Linked DNA regions of Rattus norvegicus: region 1 is linked to region 2. Evidence: chromatin contacts called from public Hi-C data. All regions are on one chromosome and are shown on one strand. Each heading gives the region's core, a stretch centred on a gene start, on an enhancer-like site or on the middle of the called end of the contact. The rest is flanking DNA. Distances are from core to core; before and after follow the strand shown. Region 1 overlaps Kiaa1614 (KIAA1614 homolog). Region 2 holds the start of Ier5 (immediate early response 5).

Region 1 (5,624 bases), core at 1,493-3,992, 120 kb before region 2:
GTCTCTTTAAGAGGAAGTGAAGCAGAGTAGCTGAGTCTTGCCCTCCACAAATCTCTAATATGGAGAGACAAAGTGACACAGACATCTCAGAATGACACCTCTGTGCCCTTGCCATGTGCGGTGAGCACCGAGAGGCACAGGTTTGCTGGAAGGTGGTGCTGGCAGCCTTGAAGCCTCTCTCCTTTGTCCGATGACATCCTGAAGTCAGTGTTCAGAGTTTAAACACAGCCAAAGATTTGACATCAGGCCCTCTTGGCTATCTGCTTTTACTCAGGGCTTCATGGAAGGACTTTGTGGGGGAAGGGCTCCTGAAAACATTGTATCAAAATACAGCTTTCTTCAGGTTCTCAGAGGTCTCTTTCTAAGATGTTAGAGACCACCGTCCTTGCTTCAAGTCTCTCTGGCCTGAGGAGCCACCAGCAGGTGTGGGAACTGCCTGTCTCCATCCCAGGGAGCTCATTTTGCTGGCTGAGGTCAGAGAAACCAGCTTCTAGTGTCAGGCTCCTATATCAGAGATGTGGGTCACCTTAGGGACAAGAAAAACTGTTGTTACCTAACCCCATCGTGACTGTCTTTGGTCTCCTTGTAGGCCAGCCAAGGCCTTTCCCCGTCGTGCCCTCAGTGTAGAAGATGTGGGTGCCCCCAGCCTGGCTCGTACTGTGGGCAGAGTGGTGGAGGTGTTCCCAGATGGCACAAGCCAGCTGCAGCTGCAGCGACCCCCAGAGGGCACCTTTGGTTTCTGTGTGGCCTATGGCAGTGGCCGGCGAGACTCAGGTATGCTGTGGGGATCCTCAGCAAAGTACCTGGGGTGTGGTCAAGTTCCTTCTAGGCAATGGGGAAAAGCTCCCCTTGTCCTTCCAGAAGTTCTTCCTGGGTGCCAGGTCCCAGGAGCCGCCCCTGCTGAGGGGGTGGAGCTGGCAGATTTGACTCCAATGTCCCCCAGCCGCCCTGTGACATCTTGAGATCAGCGCCTTCAAGGCTGTTCCAGAGGGGCAGAGGAAAACTGTCTGTGCATGCCAGTTCTCTGCTTTTGCTTTGATGTGGTTGATGTATTCCAACCGTCCGGTCCTCCAGCTGGTGTGTCTGGGCTTGTGGAGTGGGCCTGCCTGTCTGCAGTCCTGTCCACAGTCCTCCCTCCCCAGCTCCTGGAGGCTTTGTTCACATGGACGGTGGCTCCAGGTGCCTGGCTCGGTTGCCCACTGTAAGATAATTCAATAGCAATATTGGTGAGTTCTGACTACTTCTTGGCCCCTCTACATCCAGGAATCCTTCATGGCAACCTGACCTGCCCAGGCTAAGCCCATGGTCCTGAATGTGTTTGGGTACAAGAACCCCTGAAAGCTATCCCCAGGGTAGGCTTAGCTTCGGGGAGACTGGGCAGAGGAGGGAGGGATGACTTGAGAAGAGAAGCCCAGGAGCCTGTGCTGCTGTGCCCTGCCGAGGGGAGGTAGTCCTTCCTGCTCGACTGTCTCCTAGGCCAAGGCTGTCTAACTGTGAAAGCCCTCCTGCTGCCGCTTCTGCAGCACAGCGTGTGTGCTAGCCCCTGCCCTGTTGTTCACCACTCAGCTTCTGTCAGTGAATGTGCCAGGTGCCTGCTTGTAAGGCTCGTGGATGCCGGGGTCACAGCGCAGCAGACCTCACAAGTGTGCACTCCAGCAAGGGTGCCAGGCCAGAACTACATGTTTGTTTCATATGTTTTCTATCACAGGCGCGGCATAGTGAAAGGCACCCAAAAGCAGAGATTAATAAAACAGGCATGGCCGGAACTGGGTAGACAGGCTTGAGATGACACTCGAGTGGAGGCAGGACAGAAGAAGGGGGGAGCTATGTGGGGTCAGGAGATGAGAGTCGAGGAGAGGGGCAACCAAGTGTGAAGGTCCTAAAGGGCCATGGTCCTTGCCATTAGGGAAACCAGGTTGGCTGGGAGCTGAGCTCAGAGAGGCTGCAGGCTGCAGGCTGTCCTGTCCTAAGAGACCTGGAGTTTTCTCACCGAGTGGGAGAGGATCCACCTTCATCTACTGGAAGAGATTTTAGAACAGACAGGTGCTAGCTAGCTGTGCTGAGAATACACAACGGGACAGGAAAGGGCACTGACCTGATGTCTAGAGTCCAGGAGACAGAGCAAATGGCAGATGGCATGAGGGTCGCCATGGAGATGGTGGGGGGGGGGAGCCTATAATTTGACTGCATTGCAGTTAGTGGGACCTGAACTTTCTGGGAGAGTTGGGAGGGAGACAGAAAGAGGGGGGAGGGAGGGAGGGAGGGAGGGAGGGAGGGAGGGAGGGAGGAAACATGTGTGGTTGGGAATGGTGTGGGCCTCCCCAGTCTGGACCTAGGGAGAGTCAGATGTCAGTGCAAACAGGGAACTGACATTTAGGAAGCCAGACTGAGTGCCATCCAGGCTGACTAGGTGGTGCGCCGCTCTTGCTGCTGTATTTGGCCACCATATGTCACACAGGGGTCTCACGCTAGGCAGTGTGGTGGCTGCTGGCACTCTACCTCAGGCCTTCCTCTACCTGCTTAGGCCAGTTCCCTGTGCCTCGGAGGAGAGGAGCCGTGGTCTGGGGCTGCCCTGGCCCCTTGCTAAGCTGAGTCAGGAATGTGGCACGTATCTCATCTGACACCACACCCACGAAAACAGCAGGCCCTGCCTTCTGCTTCTAACCAGCTACCACATAGGCGTCTAACATCCTTAACAAAGGCTGTCTCCAGCAGACCATGTGCCAGAGTTGCCTCCCAGTCACGATTTCAGCTGGGAAGCCTACCCAGGTCTCCCTAAAATGGCTGCAGTGACGTCAGTGTCTGGTCTGGGTGGCTACACTCTTTTGGGTTTTGTCATTCCTCCCCACCTGCCTCTCCTGCTGCATACCAAACACTCCTGTGGGTTCCCATGGGAGGTAGGGGTGGCTCTGCTCTCCCTGCCACCAGCCTGTAGACCCAGCAGGTTAGCTGTTCAAGCAGCACGAAAGGAGACCAAGGACAGGGTGGGATCTCACTGGGAAAGCCTTCTGCCAAAGAACTGTAAGCACTTGGTTATTTGGAGACGGGGCCTCAATGGAAAGGCTCCAAAAGGGACAGCCACACTTCAGACAAATGGGTCAAATAGCCACAGACCTTTAGTAAAGGACTTGTAGACTCCATATTCAGAGGCTGGCTTCTCTGGGACCCAGGGCTACAATGAAGGGGGAGCCTCTGGGTCCATAAGGCAAGGTACCACCTCCCACAGTCCACGATGCTGCAAGCCAGAGATGGACGCACCAGAACAGACATCCTGCCAGTGCCAAGCACCTGACTAGGGAAAGGCCTGGGAGAAGGTATCATGTGGACAGCCACTATGTGAAGGGGTCAGGACTGCTCACCTGTCCCCAGACCCCACTGTGTTGTCAGCTGCTGGAGAGCCACTCGCAAAGGCTGTCCCCCTCTGTCCTTAGCGGCTGGCTGTGCTCGCACAGAGAGAATGGTAGTGGGCTCCAGCTTTCCCCAGAGGAACCTCCCATATATGCTGTCAGCTCAGGGCAGCTGACGGAGAACCCCAGAGATGCCCAGCTCTCAGGTGGACACTGCTGTGGCAGCAGTGGCTGGAGACCTGCCTTGTCAGCCCAAGCCCCCATGGCCTCTCCTACAACACGGCTTTCTTGGGAGCCAGCCACGAGTCCCTGACAGGTTTGATCATTTTACAACCCAAGAAATGATCATGCTGGCCAGGGTGAGCCTCTTGGAGTGGTAGAGCGAAGGGTGCAAGAAACAGGCAAGTACATTGTAGATGTGGGCATCTATTTTCCATGGACTTTGGCCACATGCCACCAAAGCCCAAGTGAGGAACTGAGTGACCCTGAGGCCAGGGACTCTGGACCAGATTTGGTCTCTTCATACTCCAGTGACGTGTCCCCTGCCTTGGCCTTTGGGCCTGGGTCACTTGAGCAGCACAGTGCACACTGCTATCCGAAAAGCTGCTATCAGAAAAGGGTAAGATTAGTTCCTTCGTACTAAACAGAAGATGGATAACGTCTTCAAGCATCATTTGCATGGGTTTTGCTGTTTTGAAAGAGGCCACAGAGAAATGAGGTTAAGTGTGGGGTAGGGGATTACAGGGGACACATGATATCAGTTGTAAGGGGCATGTCACTGTTTTCTGCATGATTTCTCATCCCGCCTCCCTTTCCTTTACAGGGCTGTATGTGCAGGACATGGCTGACCTGGATACGGCCAAGCTGTACTCAGGGCTCCTTGGGGTAGGGGATGAGATCCTGGAGATGAACGGGGCCAAGGTTGCTGGGCTGGGCTTGGCTCACATCAACGAGCTGCTGGTGCGTGTGGAGAGCTTGTCGATTCGTGTCTTGAGACAACGGCCTGTCCCCCAGTGACCCAGAAGTACTGCTGTTCTTGCTGATGCTCCTTCAGGACCCCTGACCCACACACACAGTAGGAGGGGCTAGAAACGTGCCACCCAGAGATACCATGAATGTAAAATGCAGTTCACAGATCAGCCTCTGTCTGGGTGTGGCAGAAGCTGTTCTGATGGGCCACCTGTAGGAAGAGGTACCTGTGCCCATTCAGGATACTAATTTATACAGGTCTGGGGACAGGGAATACTGGTTTCTTCCTTCACAGAAGTTGCCATGTTCCTTTGTTGGAGCTAGAGAGGACAGCAACTGACTAATCCTTGAGTTGGCCCTTGAAAGCTGGCCCTTGAGAGCCAGCTTCAGCTTTTGGCCACACTCGCTGAAAAGGCTCCCCAGCCCCCAGCACACCAGACACAGCGTGGCCACATTGGCTTTGCGCCCCATCTCTTTCAGCCGTAGCTTGCTTGGTTCCCATATGACACTTTGCTTCTGATCCAGAAAGGGCTCAGTGTCTTGGCACAGCCTGACAGCCAGGAGCACACATTCCTAACTGTGTGTTCTGTGAAGTATGGCCTGTCAGGAGCTCTGTGCCCCTTCTGGGTATGCGAACTTCTGAAAGAATCTGGGAGCCAGAGTATTAAGAATTACTAGGAATTTTTACGACCAACACAAAGTTGAAAAATGAAACTATTGCCATTTGCAGCAAGTATGGCCATGGTACGAAGGATGTGGGGGGTCAGCCCAGCCCACTCTTTGCCTCCACCCCTGCCTAGTTGTGGCCTGGCCTGGGCGGGCCTTGGTCTTTGTTCTCTTGTCCAGCTTGGAGACAGGGCTGCAGCTGGTGTCTGGCTGTCCCCCAGCTGCAGGGTTTCTATCCAGACCTCCCTGGTGGCAGCTGTGGGTGGGCAGCAGGTAGGGAGGCTGTGAGCGGGGGGTGGGGGGTGGCCATCCCACCTAGGCATAGGGCAGTCTGCTCAGCTCAGACGCTGCTCAAGGGTTCAGGACTCTAGATGCCTGGACAGGTGTCAGTCTTAAATTATTAAAAAGCCAAAGCTGCTTCCACTGGAGTTGCTGGATTCTGTTTCCACTTCATCTCTACCAGCCCTAAGAGGTCTGGGGCAGGGCAGGCGCAGATGGGTACAGGTATAGCCAGGGGACATTTGGAGGGGACATGCAAGGAGGCCTGCAAGGGTAGGGTCACGGCCAGGGTAGTTGCAGAAGGCCCTGCAGAACTTGAGTCATACAGGAGCCCTGGCAAGGCTGAGATCGGAGAGAACAGAG
Region 2 (5,023 bases), core at 1,755-4,254:
AGCATCTATCAATCCATCTACCTATTATCTATCTCTCTATATCTATTATCTATCTTTGTTCTATCATCTATCTATCCATCTATTTATCTATCTATTATCTCTATCTATCTATCTATCTATCTATCTATCTTTATTTATTTATTTATTTATTTTCCACTCTTTCTAGCTCCATCTAGCTCAGGTCTTCTCAGGAATCCTTTGCCTAAACATACACAGGAGCTTTACAGTTGAGTGGTCGCCTGTACACCAATTGTTCTGGAATCCATCCTGAGGTTATTACTGGAAAATCTTTAATAGGTCCCCATGGCCCCATCTTCTCATTGAAGCATCTATACCTTACTATCGTCACCTTGGCAACCTGGCAAGTGAGATGCTCTCCATTCTCACTCCTACCTACCGCCAGCCCACCCCCACCCTTGCTTTGCTGCTTAAGAGTCTGTGGACTCTACCTTAGGGCTTTCCGCACCTCTTCAAATCCACTTTCCTCACTCAAAGTTTCCGATGATCCTTCCTTCTCCGACCCCTTCTGTACCTCCGAATTCAAGTGCGGGGTAGCATGTTCTAATAAGTAATGTGTACTGAGAGTTTACCCGTGCTCGCGGCTATGCTAAGAGTGTTAAGTGTGTAATGAGCATTCCGTTCTCACATGCTCTAAGAGGTAGGCACTATTATTATCTCTGTAATCAAATGAAAAAAGATGGAATCACAGAGAGGAGAAACACCTTTCCAAAGTGCTCTTCAACAAGGAGGAAGTGGAGCGGGAGCTGGGATTCCCACTCCAGTGGCCCGAGTTTGCAAGCATTGTTTTACAGTGACTTAAAAGTTCTCACACTTTTCCCAGTGGAAGTCTGGTGAGGCCTGAGGCCTTGGCCCTTTCAAGATGTTCCTAAGCCTTATTAGGACAATCTGAAAACCCCATTATTTCTGGGTTTATCAGAAAATTGGGGTAGGAATGGAACTGATGGACTTTGTTTTTTTGTTTTTGTTTTTTGGTTTTTTTTTTAATAAAGTCAGAATGCTCAGTGGGCATAGTGGTACACACCTTTAGTCCCAGCATAAGGAGGCAGCGGCAGGCAGGTCTCTGAGTTCGAGTCTAGCTTGGTCTACAGAGCTAGTTCCAGGACAGGACAGCCAGAAAAACCCTGTCTCAAAAAACACAAACTAAATAAATTAATATTTTTTTAAAGAAGCGCTGATGAAAGAAACAAAGCTTTGAAAGGACTAGGTTGTCAGGCTCTACCCCAGATGTACTGTCAGTCAGCCTGTAAATTTAAACAAGCTGTGTTAGGAACATGGGCTATCTCCATACGTGAGTTCAAGTACCACTTACTACATGGCGTTGATAAATATATCTGTGAGATACAGCATTACCAGATACACTGTGTCCTCATGAGTATAGGTCATTTGTAATACAGTGGGTTCCATCAGAACCTCACTGGACTGCATTCCTTAGGAAACCTGAAGGGACACACACACACACACACACACACACACACACACACACCCCTCTGTTGTTTTAAGGGTGAGTGGTCAGGATCTAGATGCAGACTTGGATTTCAATATTCAATAAATATTTGTAAAAAAATTTTTTTAAGGAGAGAAAATGGAGAAGAACCTCATGTTATTACTGACCATACGTTGTGGTTGCTACATGTTATAAATGTTTTCTCTCCTTCTCTATGTGGACTGAGAATTCCTGGAAGGGGGGAACCCTGGGCTTCAGTTATAGCAGGGATAATGGCCAAAGCTAGCACCCCAAAGCATCATATCTGAGCGCATCCTAGTTGTTAACCAGCTCTAATCAAGCCTACCTCACTAGTGTTTCTTCTACATAAATACATTGGTTAGGAAAACCCTACTGTAGGATGAGGTAAACTTTTCACACTAATAGACTCTGTGTAAGCTGTGGTTAATTTTATTATTTAGATTACCTCTGGGAGCTGTCATTTATCTTCTGTATAATAAAGAAGGTATATACATGATTTTTCCTTTTTAGATTTGAAACTAAAGGGCCATGAGGCAATTTACTGAGTCATCAGGCACCAGTACCATCTTGTCGTGGTCTTTTTGACAGGAATTTGTAAGACTCAGTGGATGGACTACATTGACTAACCAGGAAAATTTTAGGAACTTTTGCCCATACTTGACACAAAACAAATTTACATAATCAATATGGGGAACCAGAACTTCTTTATTTGTATTTTTAGAACTTACTAGATTTCCCCAAGAATAGATCAATTACTTACTGTGCATTTTTTTAAACAGACAAAACCATTGTGGAAAAGTAGGTAACATCTTCATTTAATCTATACTGACAACTGAGAATCTGAGGAATGGAATGAAATATGCCAGCTTTGGACGAGAACCAATAACTTTGTGCCTGAATTCTGTTCCTTGATAAAGCAGAAGCTTGGAAATTTCTATAAACTCCCCTTTTTGTTTGTAGTCAAATGCTGAGTGTAACGCTAATGGGAAAGGGACTAACTCCAAAATAATATCTCAAATATATCGTGGTAGTTGTCATATATTGCCATCGCTTCCGTTTCTGCCAAGAATGACCAGAAGTTACAGCTGTACCAGCTGTAAGCAGCTGGAAATTGCTCATGAAAGGAACCGAACTTTATTGTGCAGTAGATTCCAACACACTAAACGGATGAAAGCCCCAATAGTTCGGTTCCTTACAGTGTGCCAATGTACTTCACAAAGCGGAATTCCTAACTACAAACAGTTCTGTGTGCTTCGTTCTACCACATCACCCGCTCAGAACACAAATCCCACCGCACTTGATCAAAGGGTCGCCTGCGATCTCCCCCTTTAAGAGCTTGCTCCGCGGGACTAACGTTTGAACCGGCCCCGGGGCTCCTCCTCTGCCTCTGATTGGCCGGGGGTGGCGCACGAGGCGCATCGGCCCGCCCAGAACGGTTGGCGGCGCTTTGTGATTGGCGTTCGCGGAGCATATATAAACCGCGGTGTGGCCCCGCACCGCTCAGTTTAGAGGCTGGCCCAGAACGGGTCTGTTGACTGAGGAGAAAAGGCGGAGGGAACTACGCATCACTAGATCTTTTCTCCACCGAGCTTTCACACGCTGAGGGTACAACCACAGAGGCGAACCTGTTCCTGCCTCTCGCGCCTCTCTCAGCTTTAGAAGGCAAGCAGGCGTTCACCCCGTCGTCTGGAAGAGGAGGCAGGATGGAGTTCAAGCTGGAGGCTCACCGTATCGTCAGCATCTCCCTGGGCAAGATCTACAACTCGCGGGTCCAGCGCGGCGGCATCAAGCTGCACAAGAACCTCTTGGTGTCGTTAGTGCTGCGCAGCGCCCGCCAAGTCTACTTGAGTGACCCCTGCCCTGGCCTCTACCTGGCCGGCCCTGCGGGGACCCCGGCGGTACCGCCGCCACAGCAGCCCGGAGAGCCGGTAGCGGGGCCACCATCTGGCTGGGGAGAGCCGCCCCCACCGGTCGCCCGCGCCGCCTGGCCGGAGCCCGAGCCGCAGCCTCAGCCTCAGCCTCAGCGTCCCTCGGTGTGCCACACGCCGGGAGCGGGAAGCCCAGAACCGGTGGCCGCGGTGTCCGGAGCGGAGGACGCTCTACGGGGCGGAGAGGAGGACTCGGCGGCAGCTGCTTGGGGCCGCGTGGAACGTCCGCGCGTGGCGCCTTCTGGAGGCAGCTCGGACGCGTGCTCCGAGGGGCCCCGGGCACTGCGCCGCCCGTGTGGCTGTCCGTCGGCCGTGGAGGAGCGGTCCTCAGAGAACGGGTCCCCGGCGCCAGCCGCCCCGTGTCCCAGGAAGCGTGGCGCAGCGGGAGTGGGTGGCGGCCGCGCGGGCTGCTCCGCGCCCGGCTCTACCCCTCTCAAGAAGCCGCGCCGGAACTCCGAGGAGCAGCCGGTCACCGACGAGGAGGACACCGACGAGGAGATGGAAACCGGGAACGTGGCAAACCTCATCAGCATCTTCGGGTCTAGCTTCTCGGGACTCTTACGGAAAAGCCCTGCGGCCGGGCGGGAGGAAGAGGAGGCGGAGGAGGGCGGCCCGGAAGCCTCCGAGCCCGGGCAGATCTGCTGCGACAAGCCGGTTCTGAGAGACATGAGCCCCTGGAGCACAGCCATCGTGGCCTTCTGATCCCCCGGGACCTGAGCGGCTGGAGCTTGAGCAGCGGGAGTCCCCGAAGTGCGGCCGGGGCCTTTCCCGGCCGCGAGGACGAGCCGAGACCGTAGGCGCTGGGCGCGTAAGGGAGACTGGTTGCTGCCGGGCAGCACATCGCCCCGGAAGGGGCAGCCCGGCTGGGCCGTGGCTCTCGAGTCTCATCCTGAGACCTAGAGTGGGAGGCTTATTGGAAGAGGACGATCGATCGTTAACTTTTGTATCAGTGTGTGTCCATGTGTAAGTTTGTCTTGTGTTGAGACGATTCTGTGGTTCTGGAATGCACCACCCCTTCCCCGTTCTCGAGACTTTGGGGGTGCAAACAGGGACTTTCCTCTGCCAGCAGCACAGAAAAGGAAGCTGCTGAAAGGTTCGAGACAGGGGAGTTCCCCGATCGATCTTGGGGAAGAGAGGGACTTTACACACAACCTCTCTCCTGAAAGCTAGGACCACACCGGGGCGCGGAGTGGCGTTTTCTCACAGGATTTCCCCAGACTAGAGGGAGTTCGTCTGGAGTAGAGACTTGTATTATTTTTCTTCCTCCCCATCTTTCTCTGGCACAGAAGAAGCGCTTCTACCCTGTGATTACTCTGGGAAAGCAGAACATTAAGGGACCTTCAATTCCCCACAGGGGAAAAAAAGCTTGCTGAACTTCACAGAAGAGTTCAAGCTTGGAAATATGGAGTTTATAGAGAAAAAGATATATTTTTAAAAGCTCTAGCTCAGAACTTACTACACAGTGCTTTTAAAAAGTGTTTAATGAAACAAAGTTTACAGACGAGCTCTAAGTGGAAGGACCTTATGGTTTTGTAGATACGGTGACTCCAGTCTTTGTTGTATAAAGGTTGGGGGAGCTGATAAGGTTTTTGTACAGTATTTTCTCCTC

What was found. Hi-C and Micro-C count contacts between places; a contact is called where the count stands out from the background.
Region 1: a contact with region 2 is called in a Hi-C map of prefrontal cortex, with 2.1 times the contacts expected there. The contact joins the enhancer-like site here to the promoter of Ier5 in region 2. A contact is called at or near these places in 5 of 12 Hi-C or Micro-C datasets (the A7r5 cell line, Schwann cells, frontal cortex and 2 more).

What each region holds. Positions count from the first base shown.
Region 1 is chr13:69,939,014-69,944,637 of GRCr8, reverse strand. It overlaps Kiaa1614 (KIAA1614 homolog), which reads left to right. Exons shown (of 10, transcript NM_001427644.1): 9 at 590-774; 10 at 4,171-5,410. The coding sequence ends at 4,364. Among named protein-coding and RNA genes, the nearest start is that of Kiaa1614, 30 kb to the left of the region's middle. Within about 2 kb of position 2,742, at least 20 of the 93 cell types and tissues checked have an H3K27ac peak or open chromatin away from gene starts, as enhancers often do. A contact at or near this core is called in prefrontal cortex, where this site is marked.
Region 2 is chr13:69,820,523-69,825,545 of GRCr8, reverse strand. It overlaps Ier5 (immediate early response 5), which reads left to right and starts at 3,004. Exons shown (of 1, transcript NM_001025137.3): 1 at 3,004-5,023. The coding sequence starts at 3,190. The coding sequence ends at 4,116.